Regions from separate parts of the Mus musculus genome. Here region 2 is linked to region 1. Evidence: chromatin contacts called from public Micro-C data. All regions are on one chromosome and are shown on one strand. The core of a region is the stretch at or near the end of the contact, and the rest is flanking DNA. Distances in the headings are between cores, read along the strand shown.

Evidence for each region. A called contact is a pair of places that touch in the nucleus more often than the background predicts.
Region 2: a contact with region 1 is called in a Micro-C map of embryonic stem cells, with 2.9 times the contacts expected there. The contact joins the promoter of Sh3gl2 here to the promoter of Cntln in region 1. A contact is called at or near these places in 3 of 484 Hi-C or Micro-C datasets (embryonic stem cells, olfactory sensory neurons and rod photoreceptor).

What each region holds. Positions count from the first base shown.
Region 1 is chr4:84,880,690-84,886,494 of GRCm38.p6, forward strand. It overlaps Cntln (centlein, centrosomal protein), which reads left to right and starts at 3,620. Exons shown (of 26, transcript NM_175275.4): 1 at 3,620-4,135. The coding sequence starts at 3,776.
Region 2 is chr4:85,202,499-85,208,566 of GRCm38.p6, forward strand. It overlaps Sh3gl2 (SH3-domain GRB2-like 2), which reads left to right and starts at 2,958. Exons shown (of 9, transcript NM_019535.2): 1 at 2,958-3,123. The coding sequence starts at 3,079.

The DNA of each region.
Region 1 (5,805 bases), core at 2,370-4,869:
GCGGGAGCTCCGCCCTCTCAGGGGAGAAGTGGGAGGGGTCATGGGAGGGGATGACCAAGAGTAGGGTCAGAGATCAGGATGTAAAGTGAATAAAATCAAACAAAGAGACAAACAAGAATTGTCAGTAAAGAACTCTGGCAATGAACAGCAGCCCTACAAACAATAGTAACAAAGCCATTCTAATTAAAAATAGTCAAATAGCCAGGCATGGTGGCCTAGGCCTGCAATCCCAACTCTTGGGAGTCTGAAGCCAGAAGTTGGTAAGTTTGAAACTACATTCTGTGACTTTATCTCAAGGCAAACAAACAAAACATTTGATAACAACAACAAACTCAGAAACTGAAACACACAAAACTCAAAGGACTTAAAGAAATAATTCTAAGAACATGGGCAAATGTCCAAACACATTCAGGGATACTCAGTGCCACTGGTCAAAGGGAACAAACAAACAAACAAACAAACAAACAAGTCAAAGCCACACACATAATAAGCAGTGGCTTGGGTGTTAAGAGAATTAAAACCATAACCCAAACAAAACAAAATATACATATTGGCATGGTTGTAGAGAAATTGGAGCCCTAATACCCCGCTGACAGGAACAGAAAGTATACAAGTATAAAAACCTCAGGGGGGTCTTTAAAATTAATTAATCACTGGATGCTCTAGAGATTTCGCTCATAGAGAATTAACCATGGAGTTTCCAAGAGAATCCTACACACAAATGTTATAGCAGTTTTATCCATGATAGGTAAACGATGGAAATAATGTAAGCATATACTGACTGATGAAAAGATAAAGAAAAATGTGGTTTATCCACACAATAGAGTCTTATTCATCTACAAAACCACAATAGGCTAGAGGATGGGCACTTCAGTTAAGAACATCTGTTGGTCTTGCGGACTACCCAGGATGGTTCACAACCACCAATATCTCCATTACAGGAAGGTGTCTAACATGCTCTTCTGACTTTTGTGGGCATCAGGCACACACGTGGTATACATACATACATACATACATACATACAGGCAAGTAAACACACACACAAATAAATCTTTCTTTTAAAAAATAATAAAGTATTGATATATACTACAACATGGGTGAATTCTGATATAATATATAAAAGCAGACATAAAAGCTTACATAGACTCCATTCTTCAATGTTTAGAATAAAAATGTACAGAAATAGATAGAAGTTGGTGATTTTGGGGTTAGTGGGAGGAAGAATGTGAAATGACTGAATGGGCATGGAGGTTCTGACTTGAGATGATAAAAATGTTCTGGAACTAGACTGTGGGGATGGTTACTAACATAATACTACTTCATTGATAGTTGAAATAATTTAAAACGTTATGTGATAAATTTTACGTTAAGTGATATTGCCATTATACAAGTCTTCTAAAAGTATTTGCCTAGGCAAAGATACAGATTCAAGATATTACCCTTTGGGAGACTCTATCTATCCATCTATCTATCCATCTTGTATCTATTATCCTATCTATCTATCTATCTATCTATCCATCCATCTTGTATCTATTATCCTATCTATCTATCTATCTATCTATCTATCTATCCATCTTGTATCTATTATCCTATCTATCTATCTATCTATCTATCCATCTTGTATCTGTTATCCTATCTATCTATCTATCTATCTATCTATCTATCCATCTTGTATCTATTATCCTATCTATCTATCTATCTATCTATCCATCTTGTATCTATTATCCTATCTATCTATCTATCTATCTATCCATCCATTGTATCTGTTATCCTATGTATATTTATAATACTTCTATCATCTATCACCTATCAATTGATCGATTGAGATATTGCATCAAACACACTAGAAATCATAATAGAAAATATTACATTGCTTTTCCAAAGACTCTAGGGTTAAATGAAGAAATAAGCAATGACCAGTAGGAGGCACTCACATGTATTTCAGGCTATACCAGTGAATTCCCAGTGTTAAACCCAGTAAAATACCATATATTCTTGGAATGCAATGCTTTGTTTCAAATTACTGTTGAGATGAAAGGCATTGTTTTTTGAATTAAATGGATTTAAACTCTAGCTTCTCTAATATAGTATCAGACATGGAGTGTCATGAAATTTACAATGACCTCTGAAGTCTCAGTTTCTAGTACAATGCGGATGACATCTAATTCGATATAAGTGAATTTAATTTGAAAACTATTATTGGACTCAGCAAATGTTAGATGTTCAACACGATAGTTCTTTGTAGGACAAGTTTATATGTACTTTTCCTTTTTTATTTCTATGGGTACCTATGTGTGTGGAGACCTGAGGTCCTGCGTCTCCTTCAATCATTCCCCATCTCAGTTTTTGAGACAGAGACTCTTAATGATCTTGGAGCTTGCAGATTTGGCTAGAGTAGCTGACCAGCAAGTCACAGGATCTGGCCTCTGTCTCCTAAATTCTGGGATTACAGGTCTGCCAACATCATGGCAGCCGGCTTTGGAAAACACACGTGGGCTCTGAGGGATTGAATTCATGATTTCACGGCAAGCACTGCATGGGCTGAGCCATCATGGCCCCGAGCCCTACATGCACTGGAAACATGTAATTCTCTAATACACTTTGCAGTGTTGGAAGGATGACCAGAGGCAGTCTTCGGGCATGCCGACTCAGTACAGGCAAAAATGGTTTGAAAATGGTAACTTCACGGTGGGACTCTCAATCCCTACTTCAAATCTCTTCCAAGAATTCTGTAAACTTTTCCTAGAAAACAAAACAAACAAACAAACAAACACCCCCCCCCCAACAAACCAGCAACAACAAAAAAGTAATTCTATCTTTCTGTGAAACTCAGCTCAGCGTGCGCGCGTTCACTAAGTTTAGCACTCTGGAGGAAGTGTCTTAAGGGCAAAGAAAGGTTATTGTGTTTTTGAAGTTTATAGCAAAGCAAGTGAGAAAAGACCAGAGACTAAAAAAGTGAGTCAGTCTCATTTCTTTCATCAGACTCCATTGCTGACTTTAGTTCGGTCCAAGGACACCAAGCCGTTGGGCCTTGTAGGACAAAGTTGCTCTGATATCCAGCCAAGGGATAAAGAAATTGACATAAAGACTCAAAGGAAACCATGACTCTTGCAAAACAAAAGACAAAGGGTGTAGGAAGGATCATAATTCAAGTGGGAAGCCTGCTCGATAGTCCCAGCTCAGCACAAGGCTTTCCGCGTCTCCTTGACTTCAGTCGGTTAGATGTCAGCCGCACGTAAGGCAGCGTTGCCAAGGGGTGTGAAGAAAACACTTAACTCTAAAACCTATTCCCTGATCCTCAAGGAGCTTACAACAGCGTTGGAGAGATTAGCGGGGTAACTAACACTTGAGGGCGGTCAATGAAACGTGAAAAACGAGTTGGCAGAAGCCTTGGAGGAGGAAAGAATTCACAGTTCTGGATCACTGGGGGCTGGGGGCTTGTCAGGAAGGCTTTAAGACGAGGGATGTAAAGTAGGCCCTCGGCGGAGCTAGGGCGTTAGGAGGGCGGGAAAGTCAGGCACTTCGGACTCGGGACAGTGGAGGCGCCAGCAATGAACTTGCTGGTCGAGCCTCCGCCGGCCCGGCGCGCATGCGCAGATCAGCTCAGCCGCCCGCGCTCGGAGCTGGGCCCGCGGCAAGCCCACTAGGAACCGCGATCGCCGGACCAGGCGGGAAAAGCTCCGCGCATGCGTAGGACGGCAGGCCAGGCTCCCCAGGATGGGGAAGGGAAGGTGGAGTTTTCAAGCGGGAACTTGACCCGTTAGGCGCCGCGGCCATGGCGGCGCGCTCGCCGTCTTCCTCGCCGCCTCCGCCCCCGGTGCGGCGGTCCAGCCGGCGGTCCCTGCGCGTCGGGCGCGGAGCCGAAGTGCACGCTGTGCGCAGCGAGGCCTCGGGTCTGGCGGGCGCCGCGAGGGAGGTCGTCGCGGATAAAAGCGACTTACTTTGGAGGGGCGAAGAAGGGTCAGGGGGACGGCGAGGGTCGGGGCGGGCCGGGGCCGCTGTCGCTCCTGTCGCCAGCGCGCCCGCGGGTTCCTGGTGGCCAGAGGGCCTCTCCTCGGAGGAGGCGAAGGCGACGCGATCGCAGCTGCTGGAGGAAGAGCTGAGCAGCCTAAAGGAGGAGCTGGCCCTGTGTCAGGTATCAGGACTGGCCGCCGGCCTTCCTGTCCACGGCCCCGGCCGGGGGCAGCGCCGCCCATCACCGCCGCCCGAGCTCATGCTCGCGGCCCGGGGCACCTAGTGAACCCTCCCGGGACGCGCCCTCCAGGCTCCACGCCCTGCCTCTGCCCACTGTCTGGGCTGCAGGCTCTGTCCCGCTGCAGACCCGGGTTTCGATTTTAATAGGATGCTCTCCAGAGGCTCCTTCCTCAAAGCCCAAGTTCCTGGTGCTGTCTAGTGATACCCAGTGCCCACGAGTGGAGTGCATTCGTGAATTGAAATAAACAGGACCGTGTCAGAAAAATAAAATCCACTGATGGAAATTGCCCGTTTTTAAACTTCAGACCCACACTTAACCCTTGTTCTTACCTTGTTAAACTTAAGTTCCAAACACAACCACAGTTTTTAGAAAGCCCTGGGAACGGGACTACAACCTTAGGATGCTACGTATTCATTTATTAACTTCCAGTGATCCCATAGTGAAGTACTTTCATGTGAGTGTGCCAGAGGAAAGCAGTTGTTAGAGCAGTCATCTCACATTACTTCCCAGATTAGTTTGAGGGTTTGGGGATGGTGAGCTTGCCTGTCCTTCAGTGCAGAGTATTTATTTATTTATTTATTTAGTTAGTTTATTGGTTTTGCCTTCTCACCACCATCTCCTTAGATTTGGCTCTAACCACATATAGGGTTAGGAAATAAAAATGTTGAGAATTCATTCAGTTAATTACAAGTCTTTAAGGGAAAAAAATCGCTGTATTTAAGAGACACTAATTAGGAACCGCCAACACCAGAGACAGCATCAACAGAGCAGCATTATCACGTTAGATTAGTAAAACCTTGAAACTCTCTTACGGTTCTGTTGGGTTCTCTTGCTCCGTTTTATAGGTCTTTTCTGTAAAGACAAGAGAATCGTGTGTAACTTGAATACATCATTGGTTAAGCAGATTGGGGAGCAATGATCAGACTGCACCCCTTTCAGTTACTCATTTTCTATTGGCTGGCAAAACAGCAAAAGGATGTCTATAGGTCAGGGATGAACTAAGGCATTTTGTCCTCTGTAAACCTCGCCCTTGGGGAATTTAAAGATGTGTGCTCATGCTAAAGGCTTTGCTAAAGTAACAATCAATGGCCCTGCCCACATATTCTATACTGTCTCTCTACTCCCATATTTATAACCTTAAAGATGAAAATGTCCAGTATGGTACTGGCCTTGGTGATTTTGGGCACTCCTGGACTAGGAAATGATTGCAATACTTGAGGCAGATGTAAGAAATAGAAATGGTCCTGATTAGCTTAGAATGGCAATTCTTGAAATTTGATAATATTAGGAGATGATCAGAGACATTTCAGTAATAGATTCCAAGAAAGGAGGTTGGCAGTATCAAGATTATAGCCAAATCATTTTCTTGTCATAGGGAGACTAAGGGGAAATAACTAAACTAGTTGTAGCATAACAAAGTTAAACCTTTAGATTTTTCATGTGAATTTTACTTATTATCCACCCATAAATCACAGAACCTGAGAATATTTCAATATATTGTTAGTGCAATCTAAAGTAAAAAAAAATCATTTTATATTTCAACTTACATGGAACACATATATAGGTATGAAACACTTGTATAGGTCTATGCAGTTGCAGAGAGATTACTT
Region 2 (6,068 bases), core at 1,708-4,207, 320 kb after region 1:
GGCCTTGATTTCCCATTTCTAGGAAGCTGTTGCTAGCCCTGCCACTCCGGGCAAGCACTCGTGCTCCTAGATCGCATCCACAAGCACACCACTCACAGGGCTATGTGGCTAAGGGTGTTAAGCCTGTGACTTAAGTGGTACCAGTGACAGGGCTATGCATTCACTCGGTCATCTCTGTCTACACTTAGCACCGACACAGCTGTCCTGCGTTTAGCTAGAGGCCGTAGTAGAAAAAGAGTGACTCACTGCCCTGTGTCACCTCGAATTTCTCAGCTGTAAGATCTGAAGCTAGGACTGAACGCCTTGGCCTTGTTGTGATTCACATGCTCACTGAGCTGCACATGAATTCTGGAGCAGTTTACCCTTGTGCTGGCCAGAGACTGTGAACACGGTCAGTGGGGAGAAAGATGGAAGTGGGAGCTTTCCATCTGCCTCTCTCCTGGGATCTATATCACCATGAAAGGTAACTAGGGATGCATCAGCCCTGTGCACACTAGCAGACTGGTATTTCCTGGAAGCTTTGCCATAATGCAGAGAGAAGTAGTGCATAAATGATGTGAGGAAATTATTGCTGACCATGAATTTACTGCCCAATTAGTGAGGTGGTGCTGTGTAGGGGATTCGCATAATTGGGCCTTTCTTGAGCTGATCCGGGTTTATTTACCATTTTCCCAGTGATTTTTATCTCGGGAGACGAAAGGGTAAAATGTTGAGTTCGTCAAAGGCCTTCCTTACTGACCTCTGATTCTAACCACAGCCGCCTACGCTGTGCTTTGAGACTTAGTTACAGATCCTTTGCAGTGGAAGAATTCCCATGTGAGAGCCGTTGAGCACCAAGCACACTTTCCTTCTACATTCAAGTTAGAATATATGCACATAAAACAGTGGCTTTGAATCATTGGCCTGGAAATACTTGGGCAGTGCTTCTCAACCTGTAGGTTGCCACCCCTTTTGGGATCAAATGGCCCTTTCACAGGGGTTGCCTATGACCATCAGAGAACACAGATATTTATATAATGATTCATCTCAGTAGCAAAATTACAGTTATGAAGCAGCAAAGAAAAGAATTTTATGGTTAGGGGCACCACAACACGAGGAACTGTATTAAAGGATTGCAGCATTAGGGGGGTTGAGACTGGCTGACCTTGGGGTTCAAGGGCCAATTTACATGTGTGGGCATCTTCCTGCACCATCCCCTCACACCCCTTTCTCTGATGCCTTCCAAAAGTAGCTGCTCAACACCTCTCTTCTGGGGCAACACCCCAAAGGTTTTCATAGCTAACAGTTGAGGCTTAAATAGAATCCCTGACTTAGATGAGACCTAGGTGAGAGCAATAGGTTCAAAGCGCTTTGAAGTTTTCTATGCAGAACCCAACGTGGTTCCTCTGATCTTTAGCAGCATACGCTATGAAGGTAAGTAGTCAAAGAGACAAGGAAAGGCGGGGACTAGCTTTGCTTTAAGATTTTAAGGTTAAGGCAAGTGCTCAAAGTTTCCGAGGAGCCTCTTCAGGTCCCCATTTCACTTCTTTCATGTGTTGAGACCAAAGTTGCAAATTTCAGACCACATCATAGATTTGTGGCAGAGAGAAGCGAACCCTGTGGCCCTGATACCAAAAGGTGAATTATTAAGAATTAGCATGTCCCTCCTGCCTAAATCCTCTAACCAATGTTTATCCCAATGCCTCCACGGTAGTTTAGAAATTAGAAAGTACCACAGATTGGAAGGTCTGGGCAGCAGCAAGGACCACAAGACTACAGACCCCTTCCTTCCTTTTGCTTTGCTTTGCAGACTGGAAGGGTATGCTCACTGCTCACTGCTCCGATATTCTGTTGTGCTGTGATTCACAGTAGCAAGGGTGAGTGGTACCCAGCCCGTGTCTAGAATCCCCTTGCACCTGCTCTTCCGTTCATCTTTACTCAAGCTGCAGAAGTCTACTGGCTTCCTTTACACCAGGCAGTAGAGGGGGGGGGGGCGGGAGGGGAACTGTATTTCTAGGAACCCAATCCAGGTCCTGTTGATTCTTTCCACATTCTCCGTAATTACTCTCCTCTTGGCGGCTCATCACTTTGATCCACACATGCAGGTGTGGCCTGCATCTGAGACTCTCCCACAAGCTCTTCCATACAAGACAAACTTGAAGTGGCTGCTCATAAGAGCACAGATTTCTGGTGCTGCTCTGGGCCCTTCACCCAGTCCCATCCACCCTTTGTCCCTATGTGGTGTTTGTATAACTTACTGCCTTTCCTTTCCTCATTATATAAAAATGTTAGAACGAAAAAAAAAAAGAAAGAAAAAAATGTCCATGATAATTGTGTGAATGCCAAGTTCGCATTCGTTTTTTTTTTCTTTTGAAAATAGAAGATTAAATGTTATTACTCATATCAATATATGCTATAGCTCATATCAATTCCATTCCAGTATCCCAGTCAAACTGTAGGGACCTCTCTTCATCTTAAGTAGTTAAGTTGTACTAGAACAGGAAAAAAAAAGTTGATAGATTTCCCTAAGGTGAAACAAGCTTAAGGGATATTAAAATCGAGGCAGAGAAATGTTTTCGGTGGCCAATCATGCGGGAAGGCAGGGCATGAAATGAGCAATAACTTATTCATGATCCAGATAAGCCGCCACCCTGCTTTTCAACCACAGGGAGGCCAGGCTCAAAGGGCAAGGGCAGTGCGCAGGCAGCACCACTGCGGCTACCTGGGAGCTGGGTCACCTGAGTCTAGACTGCCCAAAGGCGGTGATCCCTTTGCCAGGGCCACGAACGAACGACTCCCACAGCTGAAGACAGCCCAGGCTTCGGACCGTGGAGGGACTTTCGCCCCCGCACAGTGCGGGGGTTCCTCGCGCTCACCTGCCTCGGCTTGCGCCCTGGGCGGGGCTTCCCGCGTCCCCTTTAAGAGGCCGCATCACCCGCCCTGACGTCAGGGTGTCTCTCCGCACAAGCCCGCGTCCCGCGCCGCGCCCCCGCGCCAGCAGCTCCCGCGGTCGCACGACCAGCGGCGGCCCGGCGACCCCAGCCGCCTCTCCGCATCTGCATCTGCATCTGCCGGCCGCGCAGCCTCCCGCATCCCATCATGTCGGTGGCAGGGCTGAAGAAGCAGTTCCACAAAGCCACTCAGGTAGGGCGCGTGCAGGTGCGCCATGGGCCGCCCCGCAGACCGACAGACAGACGGCGTCCTCCCCTGCAACCCCTCCCTGTTCTGATCTGGTCCCCGCGGGGCGCTGCGCGGCAGCCTGGCTCCATAACCCGGCTCCCTGTCTCCGATCGGTGCTCGCTCCGCGAGTCTCCTCCCTGGCCGCTGCATCCCTGCTTCCTCTTCCCACTCCGAGTCCCTGTGGTCCCTGCCACTCTAGCACTCAGACCTCAGTTCCCTTCCCCTGGCATCTCTGCTCTCTGTCCCCGCTGTCTCGGTTCGCCGCCCACCGGGTTCCCAGGCAGTTAGTCCCTGCACGGCAGCTCTCAGGCTCTGCACGGAGGGTGCCGCGCAGGTGCTTGGCGGCGCGGCGGGAGATTATGTAAAGTCGCCTCGGTGCGGTGACCTTGCGGTGTGGTGTGCCCCACTGTCCTGGGATGTGCTGGCTGGAGCGAGGTTCGCTCTGGAGGCTGCGGAGGTGCCCGCGCTCTGCGCTTGCTCCAGGCTTTGCGCTCCCAGGCCTTCTCAGAACCCCTCCTTCCCAGGCCTCCCCAGGCTCCCAGCATGGGAGAATGTGGTTCCCCTAAGGAGCATGCATGCATTAACTTTTTTCCCTGGAGAACTCCTTGGTGAAGCTTATTTGAGGCCATGGTTTGATCAGTGGTCTGCAAGTCTTTAAAGTTCTCCCACGGGTTTTACTGCGGAGGCAGTTGTTAAAAACTTGAAAATCACTGTTTACTAGATGTGCCAAATTTTCTGTGTGGGGTAAGCTGAGATTAAAATTTAATCCAGACCCACATAATTTAAATCTCATTGGGCCCAACTCAGTGATTTTACAAAGAGAAAATGTCCAAAAATACTTACGATGTGACCCATTTCTTACATAATGTGTGGAGTTACAACCCTTTTATTCATTTGGAACAGGTTAAATTTTAAGATATATTTAACAAGAAACGACTTTATTGATAAACCGTAAAATACTTTTTGCGTAACCATTTAGCTTTAAAGATCCTTATCCTAAGCTAACCTTAATTGTGTGGCTTCTGTAATTTCTTGTTTTTTAAAAACATTACTTTTATCTTTTTTTACAATCCAGCCACTCCCTTCCCTCTGGGTCCCCCCTCCCACAGTTCCTCATCCCATTTCTCCCTCCTGTCTCCAAGAGGATGTCACGCACACCAGGTCTTCCCACTCCCAGGAATCTCAAGTCTCTCGCACATCTTCTTCCACTGAGGCCAGACCAGGCAGTCCTCCTCTGCTATACATGAGTCTCATTACCGAGTTCACAGCCTCAGTACTATTGCAAAAGGCATAGGGAAAAGGTGAAGACTGCATTCCTCAAGTTTGCTTAAATTAAGGTGCAGGATGACATTCACCCCTGAGCATCATCTCTGTCACCATAGACTTAGCATCATCAAATGAGTTCTGTTGGGAACTAATTTAGGGAGACAGGAAACAGTCATTTTAGGAAGTGCTTCTAACTACATATATATTTGGTTTTCTCACTAGAATTGTCTGTGATCTCCCTATTGGAAAGGTAGAGCCAAGTATATTATTCACTTGATTCTGGCAACTTTCCAGTTTCACAGAACCAATCTGTGCTACCAGTGAATGGCATAGGACTGCCCTGATGTCACCCACCTTATTTATTTATTTATTTATTTATTTATTTATTTATTTATTTAGGTACTTGTCTCATTTCTAATCTAGACCAAAAGACTGATTCTACCAACATTCCTTTAGGAGCCTTGGCTTTGGGGAGGGAAAGGCTAAGATTTGAATCCCTCTTCTGCTACCTAGGAAATTGAGCAAGCTAGTTTTCTGAATCCGTCCTTGCCAAAAATGAGACAAAATTTCTCAGGGGAAAAGTAAGGATAAATGAATTTGTAGAGCATATATAGAAAATGCTTAATAAGTGGTAATTGTTAATGTTAAGGATAATTCCTTTAGCGTTAGGTACCATTCCTTTCCACTGGTAATAACGAGACTTGAGAACCCAGCCGGGGCTTCGATAACACACACAGTAACCATCTGACTCCATTCAGCTCATCCTGAGGTTGTGTGCAGCTCTGGAAGCAGGAAAGAACTGGAACGTCATCGGGGAAGCCCCGTCTCCAGGTGTGGAGGAGTTCTACTAGGGACGGACCTGCTCCTTACCACTCCGAACCCAGATACTGGGTCACTGTTCACTGCCATTCTCTTCCTTTGCTGAAAAGCCTTTTTGTTTTAAAGGTGAAGCAAAACACAATCTCATTCATAGCTTAATGGAGCCTAGTCTTTAAAAACGTAAGGCAAAGGTTACTCTCCTGTGCATGGATGTGTTATTCTAGAGGGTGTGTAACGCGAGGTGGTGTTTGCCTGCTCTGAGCTCTGAGGGAAATGGTCCTGTCCTGCTTTGCAGTCGTTTCCTGAATCTGATCTTTGCTGCAGAGGAAGTGTTAGGCCCCTGACTGCCATGCTGGTCAGAGAAGGCAACATCTTGCCTTTCTGTGGAGCTGAGCTTCCACAGAGGGGTGGGTGGGATTTCATCAATAGAATATGCCTTTAGTGTCAGTACCGTTGGGTTAGGGTTCCTAGTTAGAGTGTGCCCCTATGGTTCTCATATTAGAACTTAATATCTCTCCCTTTCATCAATGGTTACTCTGTAAGTAAATAATTTTTATTGCAACATAGGACAAATTGAGCAATTACTACTCTACCTTCAGAGAGTTTTATTTTTATTGAGCTTCCATTGTATCATCAGTAATGTCAACTTTTAAAAACTTGTTTGAATTTGCAGCAGTCTGTGTAAACATAGCTTTAGTTCCTGGTTAATACTGCAAGCAAACCCATAATTCTTTTCCTATACTTCATGATCAAGTGTTTGCTATGGTATGTCTTAGTATTTTTTGGCTGTGAAGAGACACCATGACCATGGCAGCTCTTATAAA